Regions from separate parts of the Sus scrofa genome. Here all the other regions are linked to region 1. The links are chromatin contacts, called in public HiChIP or PLAC-seq maps. All regions are on one chromosome and are shown on one strand. The core of a region is the stretch at or near the end of the contact, and the rest is flanking DNA. Distances in the headings are between cores, read along the strand shown. Region 1 overlaps IFT81 (intraflagellar transport protein 81 homolog). Region 2 has its middle 28 kb from the start of ATP2A2. Region 3 overlaps ATP2A2 (ATPase sarcoplasmic/endoplasmic reticulum Ca2+ transporting 2). Region 4 holds the start of ATP2A2 (ATPase sarcoplasmic/endoplasmic reticulum Ca2+ transporting 2).

Region 1 (2,700 bases), core at 195-2,694:
TGTCCAAGGCTCTTCCTATCACATCCTTCCTTCCCCCTCTCCTTCCAAGGTATCAGACCAGCAGCACAGTCTGAACAGTCTCCTGCCTACCCCCACTCCCTTCCTCTTTATCCTCCAAAGGCATAAATAAGTAAATCCTAAGTAAATCTCTTGCAAGTGGATGCCCATCTTGGCATCTGCTTCTCGGAGGATCCGTACTAGCACAGTTGACTTCCATCTTGTGAAATGAGCTAATGAGGTCTTAGCCATCCAAACCTACAGGCATCTGTTGCCTAGGAAATGGGGTTTTACACTGTAATGGTTAGGCCCATGGGCTTTGGAATCAGAATGACCAGGGTATGAGCCCTACTTGCCAGTGGTATGATCTTAAGGAATTTTTATAACCTGCCCTGAGTCTCTACTTCCTCATCTATTGAAAAAGTGATGCTCAACCAGAAGTGATATTTGTCCCCCAGGGACATTTGGCAATGTCTAGAGACAGTTTTTGGTTGTCACAACTGAGGAACTAAAGGGAGAGGAGTTATTGCTATTGATGCCTAGCGGGTAGAGGCCAGGAATATTGCTAAATATCCCTCAGTACACAGAGCAGCCCCTCCCAACACACACACACACACACACACACACACACACACCCCAGAACAAAGAATGATCCAACCCAAAATGTCCATAGCACTGAGGTTGGAAAACCCCAGTTCAAAAAGCTGTTGTTAAGATCCAATAGGATCACTTGTACAATAGCTGTCATTTCTGCTCCCCTTCCTCCTTGTAAACTCCACACTGGCAAGGACTGGATAACTCTGAATTAATATTCAGTGTCACTAATGACTAGACCATAGAAGGTACTAAATAACTTATTATGAATTGAAATATTTATCAATAAGTGCAAATCAACAAATGGTAACTCTTATTATTATTATTATGACTGTTACCATCGTCATCATCACTGTCTTTCCAGACCCTGGCTCAGTGCACAGGACATAACTGGTCTTCAATATTTGTTGAATGAAGGAATGAATGAGAAATGAAGGGGTAGTTACTCATTAACCACTAATTTATGTGCCTTGGAGAAATATTGGAAACTCTTGGGAAACAGGCCCAGTCTTTCTTTTTTTTTTTTTTTTTTTTTTTTTTTTTGCTGAGAGGAATCTTGTTCGTCAAAGAAATGACTTGAGAGGATTGAGACCTCGGCCAAAGCCAGAGTCAGGAACCTGACTCAAAGTCATGTAGAGTTTAGGACACACATCTTGCTTGGCTTAGGCAAAAAAGGAAAACGGGCCAGGTTTTGTGCGAACTTGCTGTGAAACAAGAGCTGTTTTCAGGGCCCAGGAACACGCTCTGTCCCATGTTTAATTTCTTCCATCTGTCTGGTATCTGCCCTCCGCTGCCCTCTAAGCCATTGCCACACATTGTCTGCGCACACTCCCATATAAGGTGATCTCTCTCTCTCTTTCTCTTCCTCTCTTCCCCTCTCGCTCTCTTTCTCAGGGTTGGACTGCAGCAGCACTTCCTCCACCCTGCGCTCCCTCACTTGGCCTTCTCTGGCAGGCTCTGCTGTGAGGATGGATGGCTGGGGAGCGGGAAGGGGCAAGGGGCTGCCAAAGAATGTGGCAGGTTTATTTTTGTTCGAGCTGCATTCTTTGCCAGGTCTGCAGGCCCCGGCCACTTGGGGATGTCACATGCCGATAAGGCAGTGGGGGGTGACTGAGACCTGTGGCTCAAATCTGCAACACCCCAGGTGTGAGACGTCATCATGAATTGGTGGGGGGGGTTGGGAGCGAGGGAGACAGGGACTCTGAGGTCATGGGACTCGCCTCTTCCCACTGCCTTGTGCCTGATTCCCAGAAAGAAGTCTGATCCTTCAGAGATGCAATTGCAGGAATTGAAATCTGTAACCATTTAGGCCCATCTCTGGGTAAAACCCAACATCTGCGGCACAGTGGAAAAGAGCCAGGTGTCAGGGTGAAATTATTAGCTGCGTGACCTTGGGCAAATTGCCTGACCCCTCTGACTCTCAGTTTCCTTATCTGTCAAAACAGAATCACCAAATCTACTGGATACTATTCTAGTATCATAGTGTAACATAAACTCTGTGTGGCAGCGATCATTGTCTGTTTTGTTCGGTGTTGTTTCACCAGCACATAGCAGAAGCTCAAATGTGTTGAACAAATTAAATGAGATAATGCTTTTAAGTGCTCAGCACCCAATAAGTGATAACCGTTACTATCTACTCAATAACAACTAGTGTTTATTAAGCACGTATTAAGTGCCAAGCCCTGACAGGTGCTGGGGATATAGCAGTGAACAAGACAGACAAGGTCCCTGCCCTCAGAGAGCTTGTATTCTAATGGGGGCGATATGCAATAAAGTAAATTAAGTTCTGTGAATACTGAGTGCTATGGAAGATATTTAAAAAGGGCTGTGGGGAGTTCCCGTCATGGCGTAGTGGTTAACGAATCCGACTAGGAACCATGAGGTTGCGGGTTCCATCCCTGGCCTTGCTCAGTGGGTTAACGATCCGGCATTGCCATGAGCTGTGGTGTAGGTTGCAGACGTGGCTCTGATCCCGCGTTGCTGTGGCTCTGGCCTAGGCCGACAGCTACAGCTCCGATTCAACCCCTAGCCTGGGAACCTCCATATGCCGCGGGAGAGGCCCAAGAAATGGCAAAAAGACAAAAAAAAAAAAAAAAAAAAAGGGTTGTG
Region 2 (2,700 bases), core at 6-2,505, 140 kb after region 1:
GCTGACAGCTTTCTCCTTCACCCCAATTTTGAAATCACTTGCCCAAGGCACCACCATGCTTTCTATCCTTTAATGCCTGTATTTTTAGTTTGGGGTATTTTCTATTGTTTGAAGGTTGCCTTGCAACCCGTTTGCCTAGAGGGTTTAAACAATATAGAGTTTCTTTGCTGAGCAGCAACAGTAGCCAAGAGAGACGGAATATAAACTTTTAAGTCTATTTTCTCAGAGTTTGTACATCAGCAATGGCTTTAAACAGAGTAACTCATGCCCCCTGGCTTGCCTCTCCCTGGGGGAGGGGAGAGGGGTGGCTGGTGGAGAACATTTTGTGTTCTCTTATCTTTCATACTCGTGGAAGGGGATAAGCACCAGAATAGGAAAACAAAATATCTGGCTATTAATATACCCTAAGTCCTCTAGCACATGGATTGGATTTGTTTATTTGTGAAAGAGAAGGATGCTTCTCTCCAGCCATGAGCTCCCCTGCCAGCTGGAAGGGAACTGGCAGGCGTAGTGCCCTCCATAAGGTAAAGGGGATTGACAACCAGGGCCTAACTTCCTACTTAAAAGAGACAAGTCTCAGACTTTTCTCAAGAAAAATTGCTTCCCTGGCTCAACCTGCCTCAAGCCCCAGCACCATCATTCAGGGAATCTAAGAAAGGGGATAAAAGCAGGATTTACCATGAAAGAGCCAGAGTACCCATACCTCCCCACCAGACTTGTGCATCTGTCACATCTTAGCCGGGCAAGCAGAGGACTGGAGAACCTCGCTGAAAAAAAGTACAGTTTCCTCAGAATAAGCATTTAACTGGCAGTGAACAAGGCAGGAACAGGAGCGGGGCCCTCCCCAGAGGATAAGCCCTGTCTGCCAAGAGGAAAGCAGCCCTACTGAGCTCAGGTTGGAGACACTGTCCTTTAACATATTTCCTTGGACCCCTTATTGGTTTGAGTGGAGGAGTGCCAGAGCAGAAAGTTTTCTAGTTAATGATAAGCCTCTAGCTGGGAAAAAGCCAGAAGGGAAGAGATTTCTGTCGGGGGCAGGAGCTCACACACGCCTGGGAGCCCCATGCCTGCCGTGTCTGGACTGAGGTTCCACGCGCCCTTTGGCTGCCAGAAGAGGTCTCTGCTGGCCACCCACCAGGGTCAGGCCTTCTCAGGTCCCTGAGAACATTTTGATTAGCAGGAGTCCCAGGCAGACACTGAGAGAAAGAAGAGAGCAACTTGGCAGGGCCTGCCCTCTCCAAGAGCAAACAGGGACAAAGGTCAGTGGACTTACAGCCGCCTCTCCCAGCTTGCCTGCCAGGCCAGATGCCCCAGGTTGTCCCGGCGGCGTTGCTGCATGATGCAGGAATCTGTCATCTCTGTGCCTGCTGGGTCACCCATTACCCCAGATCCACTTCCTAGGCAGGGAAGGTTAGGTCACCTGAGCAGAGGCAAAGGCTTTGACATTCAACAGCTTTAACTCAGAAAAGCGTCATGTCTTTACCTGTTCAGTTGGGAGCCAAAGGTATTTGTTACACATGTGCCGCTGCTCTTGCGGAAGTAAGCACGAGAGGAAAGAATCTGTAAGCATCCGGCCTGAAGGAGGGGCTCTCTTTGTAAACCACAGTCGTTCAGGCACTCTTAGAATTTGAACAAACTTTCTTTGTCAAGCTTTCTTATTCTCCATTTCACTGCCAGCTCAGCATGTTTGAATTTGTCTCTGCTTCAACAGGTCTAAGTATCCACCGAGATTCTCTCTGAGAATTTAAACAAGTTGGAGGCCACTGAGTTTGCCAAGTATATCCAGGTCTGGCACAGATTTGGCGTGAGAGTGAGCAGGAGAAAGAAGCTTTGTGCATGGTGAAATCAGTGAAGCTCTAGCCCACAGCCCTCTGGTTTAGGATTACAACTGGAGTTGGTGTTATTTGTTTTTCCTTCTTTGTACCTAGGAATGGCCTTTAGCTAATGCAATGATGATGATATAAAAGCTAACATTCATGAAGGCACTGAACTAAGCGCTCTCCTTGAATTATTTCATTTAATTTACACCTCAAACCCATGAGGTAGACATAAAATGACCCCCATTTAAAGGTGAGGAGGATCCAGGCTCAGAAAAATTGAGATGCATACTTAAGGTGATCTTCTGTATTTTTCTGCGATTATGACTTGCTAGCATCATATTCTGAACATAGAAGAAGAAAGACTACGAGGACAAGTATTTCTGAGGGCTGCAGTTGTGTGCAGGTTTCTTGGAAGCTAAGGCCCTCTTAATTTATATTCCATGGGGCCATCTGAGGAAGTTGTTTAGTTTCTGAGGTGATAGATGAGGGCTGGGTCACTGCTGTTTGCAGAGCGTGGGTTGAAGGATAAGTCAGGACAGTGGTTCTTCTCTGGTCCCTGTCAGGGACTCCACAGGCCGACCTCTGTGGCTGTGTTTATATCATTATTTTTAAGGCACCAGCACCAGCACCGCAGCTCTAAGCTCTCTCTTCCTTTAGCCATCCTCCATGTGGAAAGAAGCCAAATGGGAGAATTTCCCCAACCATTTCCCTTCAGTGCAGCTGGTACCAACTTGAAACCTAAGACATTTAACACTGCAACCCAACTGAAGCCTGGCTAAGCCACACTTCTGTAGACACAGCAGGAAGCCATTCCACGCCCTAAGATCAAGAAAGGTCTGAGGACCCAGGGGGCTCTGCTTCCTTCGTTGGAGCCTACAGG
Region 3 (2,700 bases), core at 51-2,550, 230 kb after region 1:
CTAGGGGTCAAATCGGAACTACAGCTGCCGGCCTACACCACAGTCACAGCAACATGGGATCCTTAACCTACTGAGTAAGGCCAGGGATCGAACCCACAACCTCATGGTTGCTAGTCAGTTTCGTTAACCACTGACCCATGGTGGGAACTGTTTTGTTGTAATACAGTCACATGATTTAACATTCAAAGAGCACATTGTGGCATAAAGCAGGCAGGCTCTCAGCCAGTCATTTCCCCTCCCATGTTGTTTCTTATGTGCCCTTCCTGGGATACTCCAGCAAATAGATGTATCTCCTGTATTTATTTTCACAAGTGATGGCATGCTACACACGCCTGTATGCTGAGCCTTGTCTTTTTGTATTTCTCTTTGTTGGGTGATTTCACATACCTACAGCCTTAATGCATTGGCATGGCTAGTGTAACAGTCTCACCAATTTTAGTAGGTACTTTCTTTCCCTCACAAATTCTGGAAGAAAAGCCGCCTAGACCTTCTGTTCTACAGACACCCTCTCATTGTGGAAACCCTCAGTCTAGCAGCTTTGGCTGATTGATTGCAAGTGAGCAGGTGCCAGTGGCAGCAAGGCTGTTACTGTCAACAGACATGTTTTTGATCTCTGGCCTGGGGGTTGGCCCCAAGGCAGCTCCTGCAGGGATGCTGCAGGCTATAAACCCCAAGTGTGTCAATGTCATGATTTGTTTCCAGGTTACGTTGGTGCTGCTACTGTGGGTGCTGCTGCGTGGTGGTTCATTGCTGCCGATGGTGGTCCAAGAGTGACCTTCTACCAGCTGGTATGTGGCCACCTTTCTTTCTGTACTTGAGATGCAAAGCACTGTAGGCCTTCACAAACAGGGTTGTCCCTGAGCTTTCTGTAGTTTGGATGTTTATCAAATAATCTTAAGACTTGAATAATAAGCAGTTGCATCTAAGGTTATTCTGAAAGAGCAGGGCTTCTCTGGGTGAGATCTGGTGTGGGTCTGGTGTGGAATTGGTATGTGGACTTTGAAAATGGACTTGGCTGATAAAGAACTTGTGATTGGGCTTTTGTTGCAGAGTCATTTCCTACAGTGTAAAGAGGACAACCCAGACTTTGAGGGAGTGGATTGTGCAGTCTTTGAATCCCCTTACCCAATGACAATGGCGCTGTCTGTTCTAGTCACCATAGAGATGTGTAACGCCCTCAACAGGTCAGTGAATCTTCTCAGCCTACTGGGCAAGAGCCTGACAGCTGGAGCGCTAAGGGATTGTGTGTGGGTCATGGTGGATTGAGCATCACAGGAAAGCTCTGCCCTCCCCAGAGGAAGAACATGCAGCACCGGTTTTAAGAGCTTAAGTCATCATCACCTCCAGGAAGTAGTGGGAGTGCTTAGCCACGTGCCCGTGAGAGATAGCGAGGGCCAAGAATAGGGAGTTCAGCACCCGGTGAGCCAGTGCCCACAGGGAAGGAGCACATGCCCTTTAGCATCGAGACAAACAGTATCATCTAATTAAGCCAGAGACAAAAATGGAAGTTTCAAAATAGCCTAAGTGTCAAGGGCAATTGAGAGCAGCTTTGAGCCCACTGAAATGAGATCGCTGTGCTGAATGAAGCCTAGATTTAAAATTGGAAGTCTGTCCTATATCTGAGCATTCTTCCTCAACTTTCCCACTCAGAAACTCAAGTCAGTAGAATTAGGTCAGTGGGCAATGCCAAGTGAGCTGCACCTTATTGAAGTGTAGTTTCAGATGGTCTGTCAGTGATGCCGTGTGCCCTTTGGTGGACATGTTTCACCTTCCTCTGCTTGTTCTGCAGTTTGTCGGAAAACCAGTCCCTGCTAAGGATGCCACCTTGGGAGAACATTTGGCTCGTGGGCTCCATCTGCCTGTCCATGTCACTCCACTTCCTAATCCTCTATGTGGAACCCCTGCCAGTAAGTGGGGGGGACCCAGGCCTGGGGCGTGGCCGCCTGGCCGGCAAGTCTAGGGGCTTGACGAGGCTTCTTTGTGTTTCAGCTTATCTTCCAGATCACACCGCTGAATTTGACCCAGTGGCTGATGGTGCTGAAAATCTCCTTGCCTGTGATTCTAATGGATGAGACCCTCAAGTTTGTGGCCCGCAACTACCTGGAACCTGGTAAAGAGTGTGTGCAGCCTGCCACCAAATCCTGCTCGTTCTCGGCATGTACCGATGGGATTTCCTGGCCCTTTGTGCTGCTCATAATGCCGCTGGTGATCTGGGTCTATAGCACAGACACTAACTTTAGTGATATGTTCTGGTCTTGACTGACAGTTTTACATAAAGATGTTTAACTTAATCAATTAATTTTTTTATTGTTTAAAGCAACTGTCTATTTCTGCTGAATTTTCACATGAACATATTGGCTGGTAAAGGAGGTTTCATACTCTAGATTTTGTTTTGCTTTTTCTGACTCCAGTGGGGCAAGATTTTCCTTTTTTATACACATAATTAAAGTGTCCATTGACATGTACAGAGAACTAACACTATTTTATGCAAATATTTTTTTGTAGATGAAAAAGCATGTACAGTGTTCTGTTTAATACTCATCCTTGTATAAAAAAAAAAAGAGTTGAGCCAGCAGACATTGTCAGCAAATTAATTGGCAGCAGATTTTAGGAAATGAATGTGTGTGGTTTTTTCTAAGACTAAATAGCATGTATTGTGTCTTCTGCATGATCATCTGGATTTAATCTGAGATCACAGTC
Region 4 (2,700 bases), core at 45-2,544, 170 kb after region 1:
ACTCGCTGGGGAAGGGCTGGTATCTGCACGCGGTGAAGCTCTCGGTGGAGGTGGGGAGGTCGGGGTGGGTGGGGTGCGGTGTTCCTGAAGCAACAGATGAGGGATTTTGGCCGCGTGGGAAGTTAAATGCGGAATTCCTTCCCTTGGATCCTGAAAGGTGCTCTTGAGAGACAGATTAGGATGCAGAGTGCGGCCCAGGAGGCGGAGGGCAAGGGGGCGAGCCAAGGACACCTAACCTCAGCGCGCTTAGGGGAGCTCTGCGGAGATCGAGTTCCCAATTTCCTCCGTCTCGCCTTCGAATCACCCACCCTAACCCGAGGCCGACCCAGATGGGCAGGCAGTTTCTTCCGGTCAATGAGTGCAGGCAGCCCGCCGTGAGCCCTCCACCCTCCCGGGTTCTACGCCTGCCGATGGTTGAGTGGGGCGAGAATCGAGAACAGCCCCGCCAAAGAAGCGTTCCAGCCTCGGGCCTCCGCGGACCAGCGGGCCACAACGCGCCCTGCACAGGAGCTGCGCGCGCCGGCCCGGATCCGGGTTCCTGAGGGCGGTACGAAGGAGGGGGCGGGGCTTGAACGGCCGCGTGGGCGCCAGTCGCGCGGGAGGGAGGGAGCCGGAGGGAGGGGGCGGGGCCGCGCCGCCCGCGCCGCGCTGGGCCCTCTCGGCCAATGAGCGGCGTCCACATGCCGCGGCGGCGGCGAGAGGGGAGGCAGCGGCGGATAAATGCTATTAGAGCAGCCGCCGCGGAGCCGTCCCCGACGCCACCTCCTTCTCCTCCGCCGCAGTTTCCTCCGTTGCTGTCGGGGGTGCGGAGCTGAGTGGACAGGGCGAGCGCGCCGCGCACCACCCCGCAGGCTCGCCTCCCTCGCTCGGTTCGGCTCTCAGGAGTCAGCCGAGCGTCCCCTCCTCCGGCCCGGCCCGGGCGGGGCGGAGAACCACCTCAGGAGAACGGGGAGGGGGCTCGGGGGCTGCGGCCTGCGCTCCCGGCGGGCGGTTGAGGGTGAAGGAGGCCCTCCCTTCTGACGAGGGGAGGGAGGGTCGGAAGCCCCCCCTCGCCCCCCCCTACGGTCCAGCTGAGCCCGGGGCGGGCGCCGGCGAGGGCAGGGCTGCGAGAGGGGCGGTTGTCTGGGGGAGGGGGCGCGGGGTGATTCAGCGCCCGGCGAGGCGGAAGCGGCCGGAGGAGGAGAAGGAGAGGGACAGGCCAGTCCGCGCCTGGGCGCCCAGGGTGGCACGAGCCCGCGGCCCGAGTGCGAGGCGGAGGCGAGGAGGCCGCGGGGACTGGAGGCGAGGCCGGCCGGGCCCCCGCAGCCATGGAGAACGCGCACACAAAGACGGTGGAGGAGGTGCTGGGCCACTTCGGCGTCAACGAGAGCACGGGGCTGAGCCTGGAGCAGGTCAAGAAGCTCAAGGAGAGATGGGGCTCCAACGGTAGGTGCTTGGTGCACGGGCTGCAGGGTCCCCGCGCCGCTCGGCGCGGGCCCGAGAGCCAGGAAAGATGGCTGACCGGGCTCCACCTCGTGGGTCTCGGCTCCGCGCCCGCCGAGGGCTGCAGACGGCGGGTTGAGCCCGCGCCCCGGCCCCCTGGGAGAGAGGGGTTGCAGGCGGGGGACCGGGGTCGGGTCTGCGCCGCCTCGTGGCTCCAGCCCTTGACCTTCCCCGCACGCAGCTAGCTCGGCGGTTTCTCACCCGCAGCAGCTGGCCCCGGTGGAGAGAGGGATGAGTCTCCTGCAGCTGGGTTGAGCCCTGCGAGACATTTTCTTGTCCCCAGTCGGATTTATGAGGCGTTGTTATAGTTGGGAATGCCTCTGACTGTTCTTGTACTATCCAGAGTTACACATCTGGCAGAAGTGATGACAGAGCTGAAATGACTCCTTGTATCAGGAGCGCTGTTAGGTTGCAATATAATTTCACATTTTGGAGTAGATCAGTGCAACAAATATTGTACATTTTCTTAGGATACCGTTTTGGTACGGTTTCTATTAAAAGTGATTGAGTTCATATATGTAGTCATGTCTTTAAAAGGCAGTGATACTTTAGTAATTCTTTTTGTAATGTCAGAGTGCTAAAATGCTTTTTTTCCCCCCTCCCGTTCTTGACACGTTGCCTGGTGGATTTCTACATCCTGCAGAGTTACCGGCTGAAGAAGGTAAGTAATCTCAACGTGTTTCTCTCCCGCTGCCCTTCATGTGCTGATGTCAAAGATGACATTTATAACTAATATGATTGTTTCTAACAGGGAAAACCTTGCTGGAACTTGTGATTGAGCAGTTTGAAGACTTACTCGTTAGAATTTTATTGTTGGCAGCATGTATATCTTTTGTAAGTATAAAACATTTTCTTTCCAAAAAGTCAACAATAAACCATAGGTAAAAAAACCAAGAAGCAAATGTCTATTGAGTGAGAACATTATGTTTGGAAATTTAAGTTGTGTCTTCATGTTTTGTGTGGGGGGTTTGGGGTTTTTTTGTATGTTTGTTTCTTTTTAACATCAAGAAGTTCTTTATTGGGAGGTCTTTTCTGTTTTGGGTTCTTCCATTGTGTAAGATCATACTAAGATGATGCTGGCTCTTTGTAGTCTGTAAATAGAACTTACAAAAGGAATATTCCAGTTGCTCTCCCTTCCTGGTAATGGCAAGGTGACAGTTGTTTCTGACAGTGACAAGAATGATGACGGCAGTGATGGCACCACTGTTGACCAAATTT

What was found. HiChIP or PLAC-seq counts read pairs in DNA pulled down with a chosen protein or histone mark.
Region 2: a contact with region 1 is called in an H3K27ac HiChIP or PLAC-seq map of skeletal muscle, with 8 times the contacts expected there. The contact joins two enhancer-like sites. A contact is called at or near these places in 3 of 47 Hi-C or Micro-C datasets (epiblast stem cells, heart right ventricle and psoas muscle) and 2 of 2 datasets of contacts at active chromatin or transcription factors (alveolar macrophages and skeletal muscle).
Region 3: a contact with region 1 is called in an H3K27ac HiChIP or PLAC-seq map of alveolar macrophages. The contact joins two enhancer-like sites. A contact is called at or near these places in 2 of 47 Hi-C or Micro-C datasets (fetal heart ventricle and heart right ventricle) and 2 of 2 datasets of contacts at active chromatin or transcription factors (alveolar macrophages and skeletal muscle).
Region 4: a contact with region 1 is called in an H3K27ac HiChIP or PLAC-seq map of alveolar macrophages. The contact joins the promoter of ATP2A2 here to the enhancer-like site in region 1. A contact is called at or near these places in 10 of 47 Hi-C or Micro-C datasets (alveolar macrophages, embryonic fibroblasts, fetal heart ventricle and 5 more) and 2 of 2 datasets of contacts at active chromatin or transcription factors (alveolar macrophages and skeletal muscle).

The regions. Positions count from the first base shown.
Region 1 is chr14:31,506,962-31,509,661 of Sscrofa11.1, forward strand. All of the region lies in intron 2 of IFT81 (intraflagellar transport protein 81 homolog), which reads left to right. Among named protein-coding and RNA genes, the nearest start is that of P2RX7, 32 kb to the left of the region's middle. Within about 2 kb of position 1,445, at least 33 of the 83 cell types and tissues checked have an H3K27ac peak or open chromatin away from gene starts, as enhancers often do. A contact at or near this core is called in alveolar macrophages, retroperitoneal adipose tissue, skeletal muscle and 1 more, where this site is marked.
Region 2 is chr14:31,646,001-31,648,700 of Sscrofa11.1, forward strand. No RefSeq gene overlaps it. Among named protein-coding and RNA genes, the nearest start is that of ATP2A2, 28 kb to the right of the region's middle. Within about 2 kb of position 1,256, at least 24 of the 83 cell types and tissues checked have an H3K27ac peak or open chromatin away from gene starts, as enhancers often do. A contact at or near this core is called in skeletal muscle, where this site is marked.
Region 3 is chr14:31,738,676-31,741,375 of Sscrofa11.1, forward strand. It overlaps ATP2A2 (ATPase sarcoplasmic/endoplasmic reticulum Ca2+ transporting 2), which reads left to right. Exons shown (of 20, transcript NM_213865.1): 17 at 703-788; 18 at 1,051-1,184; 19 at 1,790-1,907; 20 at 1,990-2,700. The coding sequence ends at 2,259. Among named protein-coding and RNA genes, the nearest start is that of ANAPC7, 50 kb to the right of the region's middle. Within about 2 kb of position 1,301, at least 6 of the 83 cell types and tissues checked have an H3K27ac peak or open chromatin away from gene starts, as enhancers often do. A contact at or near this core is called in alveolar macrophages, where this site is marked.
Region 4 is chr14:31,673,979-31,676,678 of Sscrofa11.1, forward strand. It overlaps ATP2A2 (ATPase sarcoplasmic/endoplasmic reticulum Ca2+ transporting 2), which reads left to right and starts at 1,295. Exons shown (of 20, transcript NM_213865.1): 1 at 1,295-1,425; 2 at 2,126-2,143; 3 at 2,234-2,316. The coding sequence starts at 1,308.